Linked DNA regions of Mus musculus: region 2 is linked to region 1. Evidence: chromatin contacts called from public HiChIP or PLAC-seq data. All regions are on one chromosome and are shown on one strand. Each heading gives the region's core, a stretch centred on a gene start, on an enhancer-like site or on the middle of the called end of the contact. The rest is flanking DNA. Distances are from core to core; before and after follow the strand shown. Region 1 holds the start of Lysmd4 (LysM, putative peptidoglycan-binding, domain containing 4). Region 2 overlaps Mef2a (myocyte enhancer factor 2A).

Evidence for each region. HiChIP or PLAC-seq counts read pairs in DNA pulled down with a chosen protein or histone mark.
Region 2: a contact with region 1 is called in a BATF HiChIP or PLAC-seq map of CD8 T cells, with 5 read pairs. The contact joins the enhancer-like site here to the promoter of Lysmd4 in region 1. A contact is called at or near these places in 7 of 39 promoter capture datasets (the C10 cell line, hematopoietic stem and progenitor cells, hippocampal neurons and 4 more), 2 of 15 datasets of contacts at CTCF or cohesin (the G1E-ER4 cell line and the NIH/3T3 cell line), 28 of 484 Hi-C or Micro-C datasets (B cells, CD4 T cells, CD8 T cells and 21 more), 4 of 115 datasets of contacts at active chromatin or transcription factors (CD8 T cells, bone marrow-derived dendritic cells, effector CD8 T cells and 1 more) and 3 of 9 other capture datasets (adipose tissue, liver and pancreatic islet).

Annotation. Positions count from the first base shown.
Region 1 is chr7:67,219,918-67,225,580 of GRCm38.p6, reverse strand. It overlaps Lysmd4 (LysM, putative peptidoglycan-binding, domain containing 4), which reads right to left and starts at 3,037. Exons shown (of 3, transcript NM_175215.4): 1 at 2,952-3,037; 2 at 1,690-1,972. The coding sequence starts at 1,962. 1700112J16Rik (RIKEN cDNA 1700112J16 gene) reads left to right here and starts at 3,123. Exons shown (of 3, transcript NR_131044.1): 1 at 3,123-3,337; 2 at 5,401-5,663.
Region 2 is chr7:67,349,736-67,355,398 of GRCm38.p6, reverse strand. It overlaps Mef2a (myocyte enhancer factor 2A), which reads left to right. Exons shown (of 11, transcript NM_001291195.1): 2 at 5,478-5,530. Among named protein-coding and RNA genes, the nearest start is that of Mef2a, 20 kb to the left of the region's middle. Within about 2 kb of position 2,193, at least 15 of the 459 cell types and tissues checked have an H3K27ac peak or open chromatin away from gene starts, as enhancers often do. A contact at or near this core is called in CD8 T cells and liver, where this site is marked.

The DNA.
Region 1 (5,663 bases), core at 1,788-4,287:
ACTGTCACCCTTCCTGTCTAACTCAGTGTCCCCATCTCACACCAGACCCAGCTGAGCAAGTGACCAGACAAGCTCACCAAAGCCCAAGCTGGCTCTGGGCACACGTGGGGTCTCTGCCACCTGAGAGCTTCCTCACAATGCTCCCTCACACTTTCCCAGAAGCAGGGCAGGCACAGGAACTTATTCCCCGGTTAGAAGTTAATTCAGTTTGGGGAGATGAAACCTCTCATGAGAAGTGAGCTAGGCAATCAGCCACCAGCCAGGAGTTTCGGGTTGAGTTGGTTTTTTTGTTTTGTTTTTTTGTTTGTTTTCTCCAGACTAAGGTTGTGGGACTGTGACTGTGGATTTTTATCAAGTAACACAAAACTTCTAACAGAAAAGGAGGAATGGGAAGCCAAATTTTAAATTCCCCTCACGCTACTTGGGAAAAACTTCTCTAAGTGTAAGTACGGCCCACGGAGCTGACGGTGCAAGTCCATCGTGTGTGCGATCGCTTTACTCAGCAGCCACTTTAGAGTCTTACTCAACCGGCTTATAGGACGCTTCTCTCTTGCTCTGAAACCAACAAACAGGAGGAGCTTGACAGCTTCCATTCTTTGTGTACTACATGAACAGCACATGTATTCTCCTCCCATAGGAACTGGACTACTTACTGGAGACACTAAATACCCACTCTGGGTTTCTTAGGGACTGTCATTCTGACATGACATGAACAGTAAGTCTATCTTTCAAGACTTTGTTGGGAAGGTTTTTTGTTTGTTTGTTTGTTTTTTGTCCATGGTCTATAAAGCATATGTTATGCCTAGAGAAGCAGATTATAACACCCAAATGCAAAGGCCAGTGCAATGTTAAGATGCTATGTGTCCCTGGAGACGAGCCTCTATTTGGGAAAGACTCCCACACCCACACAGTCTTTTTGCTCATTTGGATCTTTTTAGATAAACCACAGACAATTTTTAGGAGGTAAAGTTGTTTGTTTGTTTTTTAATTGTGTAGCTGATGCAAGCTTGGTGAAAGCTTCTGCCAGTATATAGCATGATTATAGCATGTACTATATAGCATGTATATAGCATGTATACAGCATGTATATAGCATGTATATAGCATGGAGTCAACAGCGGGAAACAGACTGTTTCAATGCGGGAGAAAAGAGCGATTCCAGAAACGCTTTCCAACTTACTTTGCCACTGTTAATCACTCTGAGTGCTAAAAACATAATTAAAGAGAAAGATAAGGTTATACAAACGCACAGCACAGGGGCCAGACCATGCAGTTCTACTAGGGAGAAGAGAGAAAACTCTACTAGTCAGATTAGCTACTGGCAAGCAAAGGTCAGAAAATACAAGTAGTGAGAGAAGCATGCCACAGAAACGTGTGGACTCCGCCTACCATCTCCAGCCCTAAGACCTTAAATCCAGTGTGCTCAGAGGCCACACTGTTTCATAGTGTCCCTGTGGAGGACACAGGACAAGCACACCCTGAACTGAGGTGCCCAACTAACTGACCCTTCCTGAGCCCAGAGTTCTGAATGAAGGGTACCTCCACCAGCTTCCAGCCCTGGCTAGGGAGGACTCTAGTCGCCTATGGGGGTCAGGAAGGTCCTATAGTGACCCCCGCCTATAGTGGACCCCCTCCCCCCCCCCCGTGCCTCTCTCAACCCTGGAGGGCAGAGGGACTGAGGTCAGCTTACTTTGCAGCCATACTGGAGAGCCAGCTTGTTGAGGCTGTCTTCCTGAGCCAGCTCCCGCTGCAGCAGAACCATGGTGCCTGCTCCTGGCCGTTGGCTGCTGTTCTTCTGGTGCTCCTTGCCCCGGGGTCGTAACACCACCTGATGTGACTCTTCCTCAGAGGAGTCCCCAGAGTCCCCGCTGCCATTGTTGAACATGTAAACGTGGCTGTTTGGAGTCCTGCAGACAGCAGCTGGACCTTGGAAGCTCTTGGCTAACACTTCCTTCTGCCTCATTTTCTCTTAACTGAAAATCAGACCTGGAGTTAATTCCACACAAATGCTATTCATTTTCCTCTGGCTTCCTAAAGAGGACTGTCTCGTTAGTAACTTCCTAATATTGCCAATATCAAACAAACAGCATCAGGACAGAAGGACATCCTCACACCTGTCCACCTGATACTGACACAGAATAAGATCATACTTTCCCTAAGTGCTTACTGTGTGCAAAAAAGATTCCCCACCCTTCTTCCCCACCCCCAGCTGTGCTTCCCCTAGCCCACAGAAGAAACCACTGTGTCTCAGCACTGTGTGAGGTGACAACTGTTCTCAGCTCTCTGACACTGAGAATCTTACACTTAGAATCTTTGGACAAAAACCTCATTAGGCATCCCAAGGTGTCTTCAGGGGAAAGGACAGAAGCTGGGAACAACCATAGTTCTCTTATTTTGACCCTGGCTGACGTGACCTAATTGATGAGCAATGGAAAAACCTATCAAATTTCAATTTGTCCGTTTCTCACAGTCATTCTGGACTCATTTCACCCCCACGGTCCCCTTATTGCCACCTGGAGTCAAACGCCAGAGCCACAACCAACCTTTCCCTTCCAAATGGCTGGAATGAGACTCCAGGCATTCCTGGCGGTCCCTTCTGCATGGCCCTTTAAGGGAACAGCCAACCTCAGGTATCTCCCTCTGGTCTCAAATTCTGAGCCCCTGGCACCCGGGGCGGCCAAAAGAGGCCTCAGTTTCCCTCCAATGACAGGTGGGCTGTCATTAAGCAGGAGACAAAACAAATTTCAGACGTCCCCGCCCCTGGGCCTAAACAGGCCCGGCCCCAACTTTCCAAAGAATACACATCCTGCCACTCCCGCAAGCCGGCACCAGCCCTCTGTGGACACAGGCACTGGCCCTGGATTGGCAGCCCTCCACTGAGCCCACAGTGACAGGGCCAGAAGCCCTGGCCCCCCAAGTCAACCCAGCAGACCCTGCTCCAGGTTCGGGTACCTCGCTCCCAGGCTTCACCGCCACCGCGCCCGCCGATTGGCTGCAAAAAGCAGGTCTTCCGGGGGCGGGGACTAAGAGCCAACCAATGACTTCAGAGGAGGGCGGGCCCTGGCAGAGCCGGGAGGTGCTGAGAGGTCAGAATGAGGGCGGGCCCTGATGGGCGGGGCTCCAGCGTGGACCCTGGACTTGTGCTCCTATGTCATTTATCCCAGCTGTTCCCGGTTTCCCCTTCTGAGCCAGGTATCTTGGCCTCCTCGGTGGCCACAGCTTTCTGCTAAGCCTCGGTCTTCTTCCCGGCAGGAGAGACCTTTGACCCATGTGCGTCCTGATCCGTGGCCAGGAGCGTACCCAGTACGGCGGTGCGCCACTCGAGAGGCCTGACCCAGGTAGCCTCAACCTGAATCTTCGACCCAGTATCCTTTGAGGGGCCGAATGGTTGCCAGCCCCTGCCCAGAGATAAACAGAAGTCCAGGGATGTGAAATGTTGCCCTGACAACACAGACCAGAATTGGATAAAGGAGAATATGTATCATCTGGCCAGCCAGAGCGTCCCTGCTATTTGGAAAAGGGCGGAGAACCTGTGGCATTGTTTTGTAACCAAGATTAAAATCCTTAATGGAGTAAGACTCATCCAATGAATAAGGAAGAAACTAAGTGTCGTGGGCAGGCATTACACCAAAGAATGCAGATGGCTGGCCGCTGAACCAAGGTGCTAAGCCTGTCTGGGAATCAACATTGAAACAAGAGCCCAGAAATTCTTCCTATGATTTAGAATAAAACTAAAAGTCTTACTCTAAATGTCTAAGGCCAGGAAAGCACCAGGTCATGGCCCTCTCTGCTAGCCACAGGACTCTTCTTTCTGGCTTTAAACATCTGTTTAAACATTTGTTTACTTTGCCCCCCAACCCAGGAGGTGAGCCTCGCTAATATACCCAGCACATGTGTTTCCCACTGAGGTATTTGTGGTTTGTGACAGTTTACAGGCTTGGATGAGGCTGCCTGAGAAGTATGAACGCTATGTCCCACCTATCAGAGTGGGCCAGGTGCCCAGCCACATGAACAGGTCCACTGATCTGATCCCAAGTTAGTGGAGACCCACCCCATCACCAGAGGTATCCACTCGGATATCCTTCAACCCTTGTCAAACATGTTGTCCCCTCCCAAGTCCAGCCTTCTCCTGGGATAGAGGATGCAAGGTAGCAGGGGCCAACTATTTAGCTTTCTGAATATGGCTCTGAACTCCAGGGCTAAGCAGAACTGCCATGGAATGTCGAAAGTTTTGTCTTTTAATTTTTTATTTCTTTTAAAGAGTCTAAGCCAAGCCCTTCACAAGGGCACTGACCCAGTCCCCTCTTTAAGGCTCCACCTTAAAAGCTCACTTCAGAGGGTAGGGTTTCAACAGGAAGGAAAGGGGACACAAGTCAGTCTATGGCAAGCCTGAATATGAATTCCTTTCGTGGAAAATGAATGTTTATGCTTCTCATTGTAGCCAGCTTTCCCCTCTTACCTCATGAGCTGTGTGTGCTGAACACTCACCAGGGATCATCCCAGCAACATTTGGTCTTCAGACTAGCAGGGATTATATCAGATCCCAGTCTATAGAGGAGAATACTCAAGTGTGAAGACAGCAGTGTGAGGTGTGTGCCTAGATGGCAGCCCCAGCCCCCCCAGACCTACACCACGCCTCCACCTTGACTTGGTTTTCCTTTTATGGAACTGTGGGAATGAGTCTGAGGCACTTTGTCAAAGCAGCTGAAACTGATGGAGCCTGGGCCCTAACAGGAACGTCTAGAGTGCCCAGCCTTATTCTACACAGCGACAAGTTTGTCAGGTGACCTTTAATCCTCCTTGAATTCATTTATATCACAGTCATCCTCAGGGCTGAGGATGGGGAAGTTCCTGGAGACAGGAACCTGTTGGACAGGGTGAGCTGTGTTAAGTGGATGTCAACTGGAGTCACATCCCTTCAGACATCCTTGGGGAGTGCGGTGCCTTCTGGGTTGGACTGTTTTAGAGGTTTCCCACGGGCCATCAAAAGGTTTCTTTTGGCCACTCACTCTCTGCCTGCTGCAAGTCAGGGCTGACTGAAGGTCCTTACTTTAGAATAGCTGGGTTTTCCCAGAGCCATACCCACATTCTTGTCTGTATGCTGTGGGTGGTCATTTAAAGGTTCTTAAGGTGGGGTTTGACACCCCCACTTTGTTGACCTCATTGCCAGGGTCTCCCCTCACCCCATTTTTCCAGTCCTTCAACTTTCTCTGGCTAACCTTTGACCTGAGCCCCAGCATCTGGGATTTATATCCAGGTTCGGAAGGCTTAATTCAACACCTCCAGGGCCCTGTCTACTCCCAAGTTTCTCAAGAAGGGGCACCGGACAGCCTTCTGATCCCTTGTTCCGCTCAGATCCATTAAATCTAAGCAAGATCCAATTTTTTTTTATTTCCTCAAGATATCAGTGCTCCATGGGAATGCTGCAAAGACCCGGGGCTCTGAAAAGATGGCCATGCTAATTCCTCTGTTGGTGTTTACCCAAGACATGAAGACCAGAACAGGAAGAGACACTCGTGGGCTATTCATAATCAACCAACTCAATCCATGAATGGCAAAGTTGATGGTGATAATTTTCCCTCAGAAACTGTCCCTCAGAATGAAAAGTAGCCCATGATGAATGTGGCCTAAGCACATCTCAGAAGCACAATGCCAAGGGAAAGA
Region 2 (5,663 bases), core at 944-3,443, 130 kb before region 1:
GGTTCAAATCCCAGCAACCACATGGTGGCTCACAACCATCCATAATGAGATCTGATTCCCTTTTCTGGAGTGTCGGAAGACAGCTACAGTGTACTTACATATAATAAAAATAAATAAATCTTAAAAAAAAAAAAGTAGACTTTAAAAAAAAAAAGCCAGGTGTGGTGGCGCACGTCTTTAATCCCAACACTCAGGAGGCAGAGGCAGGCAGATTTCAGAGTTCGAGGCCAGCCTGGTCTACAAAGTGAGTTCCAGGACAGCCTGGGTTATACAGAGAAACCCTGTCTCAAAAAACGAACAAACAAAAAATTATCTCTAAATATGGTTTTGAGCTCAAATAATGATGTTTAAAATTTTTCTAAATTTGGGCCTGCAAAGATGGCTGAGAGGGTTAAGAGCATACATTGGTTTTGTAGACAGTCCAAGTTTGGGTTCCCAGCATCCATACTGGGTGGCTATAGCCACTGGTAACTCCAGCTCTGGTGGCCTCTGGCCTTCACTGGCGCCTTTGCTTTCCTGCACAAGCCTACAGGCAGATACATACATAACATTAAAAATAATGAAATCTTAAACAGTTTTATATGTACATAAATAACAAATGTAAATTATACAAAATTTTAAAAATTTAAATTTGTATTTGCCATTATTAATATATAAAGATGCAATTAGTTTAGGGCTTCTGTCTTACTCTTGCAAGACTCACCTTTTAGCTTTAATCACTTTATTATATTCTTTGAGCATTTTCTGTATATGTTGTCATGGTTGGTGTGTAGAGAGGATATTTTACAGACTGGGTGTTGTTTTCCTTGCACTAATTGCAATGGTTAGAACACCCACAAAATGCTGACTAGAAAGACACATCACTGCTTTTTGGCTAATCTTAGAGAGGGAGGTCCATCTGTACCATCGAGGATGGCAAGTTGTATGTTTTCTGTAGGTGCTGAGATTTCCACTTCTCCCTTTAAGAGTGGGTGTTTTGTTAGCTTTCAATGCATTCATTAAAATTAAGTGAATGGATAGTTTTACTAGAATACTAATATAGTGAATTACATTTTTTTTGACTATTGAACCAATCTTGTTTTCTTGAGACGAACCTCAGTTGTAGTATGTCCCCTTTTCATATATTGATAACACACTAGTAATATTAGTGTATAGTTTCTTTTTTCTTGTGCCCCTTTGCTTCTTTTTTTTTTTTTTTTTTTTTTTTTGAGACAGGGTTTCTCTGTGTAGCCCTGGCTGTCCTGGAACTCACTCTGTAGACCAGGCTGGCCTCAAACTCAGAGATCCGCCTGCCTCTGCCTCCCGAGTGCTGGGATTAAAGGTGTGTGCCACCACGCCCGGCCCTTTGCTTCATTTTTATATGAGGGTTATTTAGGTTGGTCTTCAATAGATTACAGAGCCATTTCTAATTATTTCTTTTTCCTAAAAGAGATTGTATAATACTGACGTGAAACCTGTAGCCATACATTTCTTACAACCTACTTTTAATAAGGATCCAACCTCTCCTCTAGCCCACCACCAGCAGGGGGAGTGGGAGAGAAGAGTTACAGGACGTGGGGGAAGCGGACCTGCTCAAAAATAGTTCTTTGCGGCAAGTTTGATCTTCTTTCTTAGAAGTTCAGTCCCATAGCAAACATCAAATATGACTCAGCAGCTCCTTATACATTTATAGTCCTGTATATGTTTGTGTTTAATGTGCCAGGAGACATATGCACTTGAATATATTTTTTATGTAGTTGGATGTAGAGCACAGTTAATCCAAGTTGGATTATAGGACTAGTCATGGGTTAGATATCTTTCTGTCTATTAATTTTCTGTTGTAAAGGGATTTTGAATCTTGGAGTATAATTGTGATTTGTTTACTTTCTGTTTGGTTTTGTAGTGCTTGTTTCATGCATGTTGTAACTTGCTACATAAACATAATTATTTTGCATCTTTGAGAAGCCAACATTAAGTATTATGAATTGTCCTTTTATTCCTCATAATAGTCCATCTCCTGAAATCTCTTTCTCCAGTGGAAACCAGGTAGATGACCTAATTAAAATTATTTCTGATGCTCTATTCTACCCGGTGCAGACTCAGTCCTATTTAAGCCCTATTTAGATGCTTGCTGCAAGTTCTAGGTTCTGTGCTTTCTTGTGCATTCTCTCTGTCTCTCGGCTCACTGCCTCTTTTTTTCCCTCCTCCCCCCCTCCCCCCTTTGTGAAAGGGTTTTTCCATGACAGAGCCCAGGTGTCCTTTGAACTTTGTAGACCAGGCTGCCTGCCTGCCTCTGCCTACCCGGTGCTGAGATTAAGGGCATGCATCACCATGCCCAGCTGTGGTCTTTATTTCTGAATAACTGGCTATAAAGCACGGACTGCCAAAGCCTCATCACAGGTTTGATTGATTTGCTAGAGTAGCTCATAGAATTGGGGATACTTTCTCTTTGTTTACCTGTTGTATGTTGAATATTTTATATCAAGCATTTCAGATTTTAGATTTTTAAAGATTTCATGATACTTTCATGAATATAAGGAAATAAGATACCATTCTGAACATGGAAGTTAGTTCTGTTTGATACATACCTTATATACAATTTTATATAATATTTTGTGTATACCTATGCTATTAATTCAACTAGTAGGAAGACTAGGTATTAATTCAACTAATAAGAAGACTAGGTATGGAATTTTCTTCATATGGAGTCAGGCCAGTACTCTGATTTTGAATATTTGAATTGGATGCTAATCTGTGAAGGGTATACTAAAGAATAATGCAGAGAATACAATGAACTGCTAGAGAGAGGAGATGCAGAGACCAAGGTATATAGATAGGCATAGGAAGCTCTCTGCATATGCTATCCTCCAAACATCTAGTAGTTTGTCCTTTGAGTTTTTAGAAGATTTCATTACTTAGGTATGATTTATTACATCTTAGCTGTTGGTGACCAACTCATCCATTAGCCTTTTTCTACTTAGATATTGGTAAGATGGGTTGAAAAATCAAGTTGGAGTATATTTTATGATAATTTTAACCATGATTTGGTCCTATTAAGGATCCTCAAGTCACCAGTCATCTCATTTTAAAAAGATATCATTACCACTCTAGAGATTCCTCAAGATGTGAAACTTTAGGCTGAGAGCAAGGAACAAAGAACAGAGATCACATATTTCTTTCTTTCTTGGTGTATCACAGTGTCATTCCTATTCATGTCATTAGCCTATATTGTCTTGAACAGTTTGATTTTTTTCACTTTATGCAGCTAAGGCATTAACTGAAGTGTGGTTTTACATGGCAGTTGAGACCGCCCTGGATGCTCACCGTGGTTTCTCTCCCTTACTAGTTGCATGACTTTAAAAGTTGCTTCTTCATTATGTCCTTTCCTATTGAGGATACAGATAGGACACTAATGACTTTTGGCTATCAGTTAATATATGTCAAGTAATTAGTGTACTGATGTAGTGTAACAGTTACTATGTTGCAGTTGTTGTGTTGGGCCTTCTCTGAGCATCTTCCCTGTAATTTCAATTTCTTCCCTCTAATAGTACTCCCTTCCCTGCTATCATTTTCTTATTAAGGGTTTTCCATGAACCTACCACATTTAATCCTTATCTAAATTATGTTAAGTTATTTTCCACTAGGATACAAGTTCTTTGAGGTGAGAAATAAAGGTAGGGATTTATCCCTAGAACTTGGAATTATGTGGAATATATTAGAGTCTAAGTAAATATATTCTGAATTGTGTGCCAGATATTGACTTAACTACTGAAGATATACAAAATGAGTGGTGTGCAGAGATCTTTAAAAATGCATGTACAGTATAATAGGAGAGGTTTATACTTGCAAAACTGTAGTGCTTTTTGCTCATTTGAAGTGATGATAGTTGTAAGTTTCCCTGGGGTTGGCCTGGCTGATGGTATACATTGAACTGAGCATTTAAGGTCATTTCCTGGAAGGGGTCAGTGTATAAAGTTACAGAGCTTGATTGTTTAGGCAATATATGTAGTTCCAGTTAAGGACAATATAGATAGTGGATAGTAGGGGTCGATAGGGTTAGCAACTACAGACGTGCAAGTATTTTATTCTCAGCTACATGTGGCAGTGAGTTTTGAGGGTTCAGCTAGATGTTTTATAACTCTCTGCAACACTGAATTAAAATCTAAAGTTAGTTTTTGAAAGTGTATTTCATTATAGATCATTATAAAAGAATTATAAAAACTTGGTTTTTTAATATAGCCTTTCAGAAATTATTTGAGAATTATGATCAAAACATGAAGTAATAATGACTTTTCTATAAAATTGAGCAAATATATATATGTACATATATAAATATGTACATATATATATATGGTGTGTGTGTCTGTGTGTGTATTAAATTTCTACTTAATCAGTTACTTATCATAAAGGAATCTGCTAAATCATTATGTCCACCGTGACACACAAAGCAAAGACTAAAAAGTAACTATTTAGATGGGGGACCCATAAAAATAGTGCTCTAAATTATTGGATTAAGTTTGAGGTATTTATTTTCTACATTTTAATACAATTAGGTTAAAAGCCTAAAGTATCTTTTAAAAACAATCTTCTTACTACCTTTGCCAAGAAAAAGAGTCTTCTTTGGGTATCTTTTAATGTCTGATGTTTAATATTTAATTTGCAAATGTAAAAACAATATTTGGCAGTTTGTGTGATACCTTTAATGGATGTGCCCTTTAGAAATAAAAATTATGAACTCACAAAAATTAAAACTGCTAGATTAGAGTCTTAAGAGTCGATTTCTTCAGAGGCATGGTTCGTTTTCACTGGATAAGCAGGCTTACTTGGGGATTAGTTGATTACCTGCACCTTCCTGTCCCATTTTGCTAACCCTGGCGGTGATCCTGGTTAGCTGAGGTGAGGAGTGGGGTATGACTTAGCCACTTTTACCTTTCCCTCAGATGTCTCCAAGCGTGGTGTTCTTTATGCACCTGATATATTGGGTGGTTTCTTAATGGAGCTGAATTGTTAAAGTGATGTTTTCTATTCATTGTTGCCCTTCAGAGTCATTATCTTATTTTTTGTTTGCTTTAGAAGACAGCTGGTGAAAGTATAAGTATTCATCTCGTGTTGGAGCGCAGACACATTTTAGGAGAATGCAAATCATTGCCACATAATGTAATATTTTAAACATTTTTTATAATACTTTTAAGTATAAGGATGCTATGTGATATAGAGAATAGGAAAATAGGACCTAGGACTCCAGTTGTGAATCTCATTGCATTTATTACTGAACATTTAAGCAATATTTCCTGAAATAAATGGGTGTGACATTAGGCACTTTATTGGTTGGCATTTTATTGGCTAAGCAAAACAAATGCCTTTTGCCAACTGAACTTTGCATCATTCATCAAGTATTCTTGGAGCTATCTACCATGAATGGTATTGGGTATTAGACATTTTTAATCTCTGAGAATCAATAATAACACAACTCTTTTATCCTTTTTTTCTTCCTTAAGGAATTGCATCTTGTGGAAAAGAAACAAAGAAGAGTTTTCTGCAAGAATCAAACGTAAGAGTAATCGATATCTAGTAAGATATTTTTCCTTTTACCATGTTATGAAATGTAACCATAGTGAAACATTTCCTAAAAATTAAGCTATTTTTGTGACCTTGGATGACAGTAATTTTAGAGTTTATCTGGG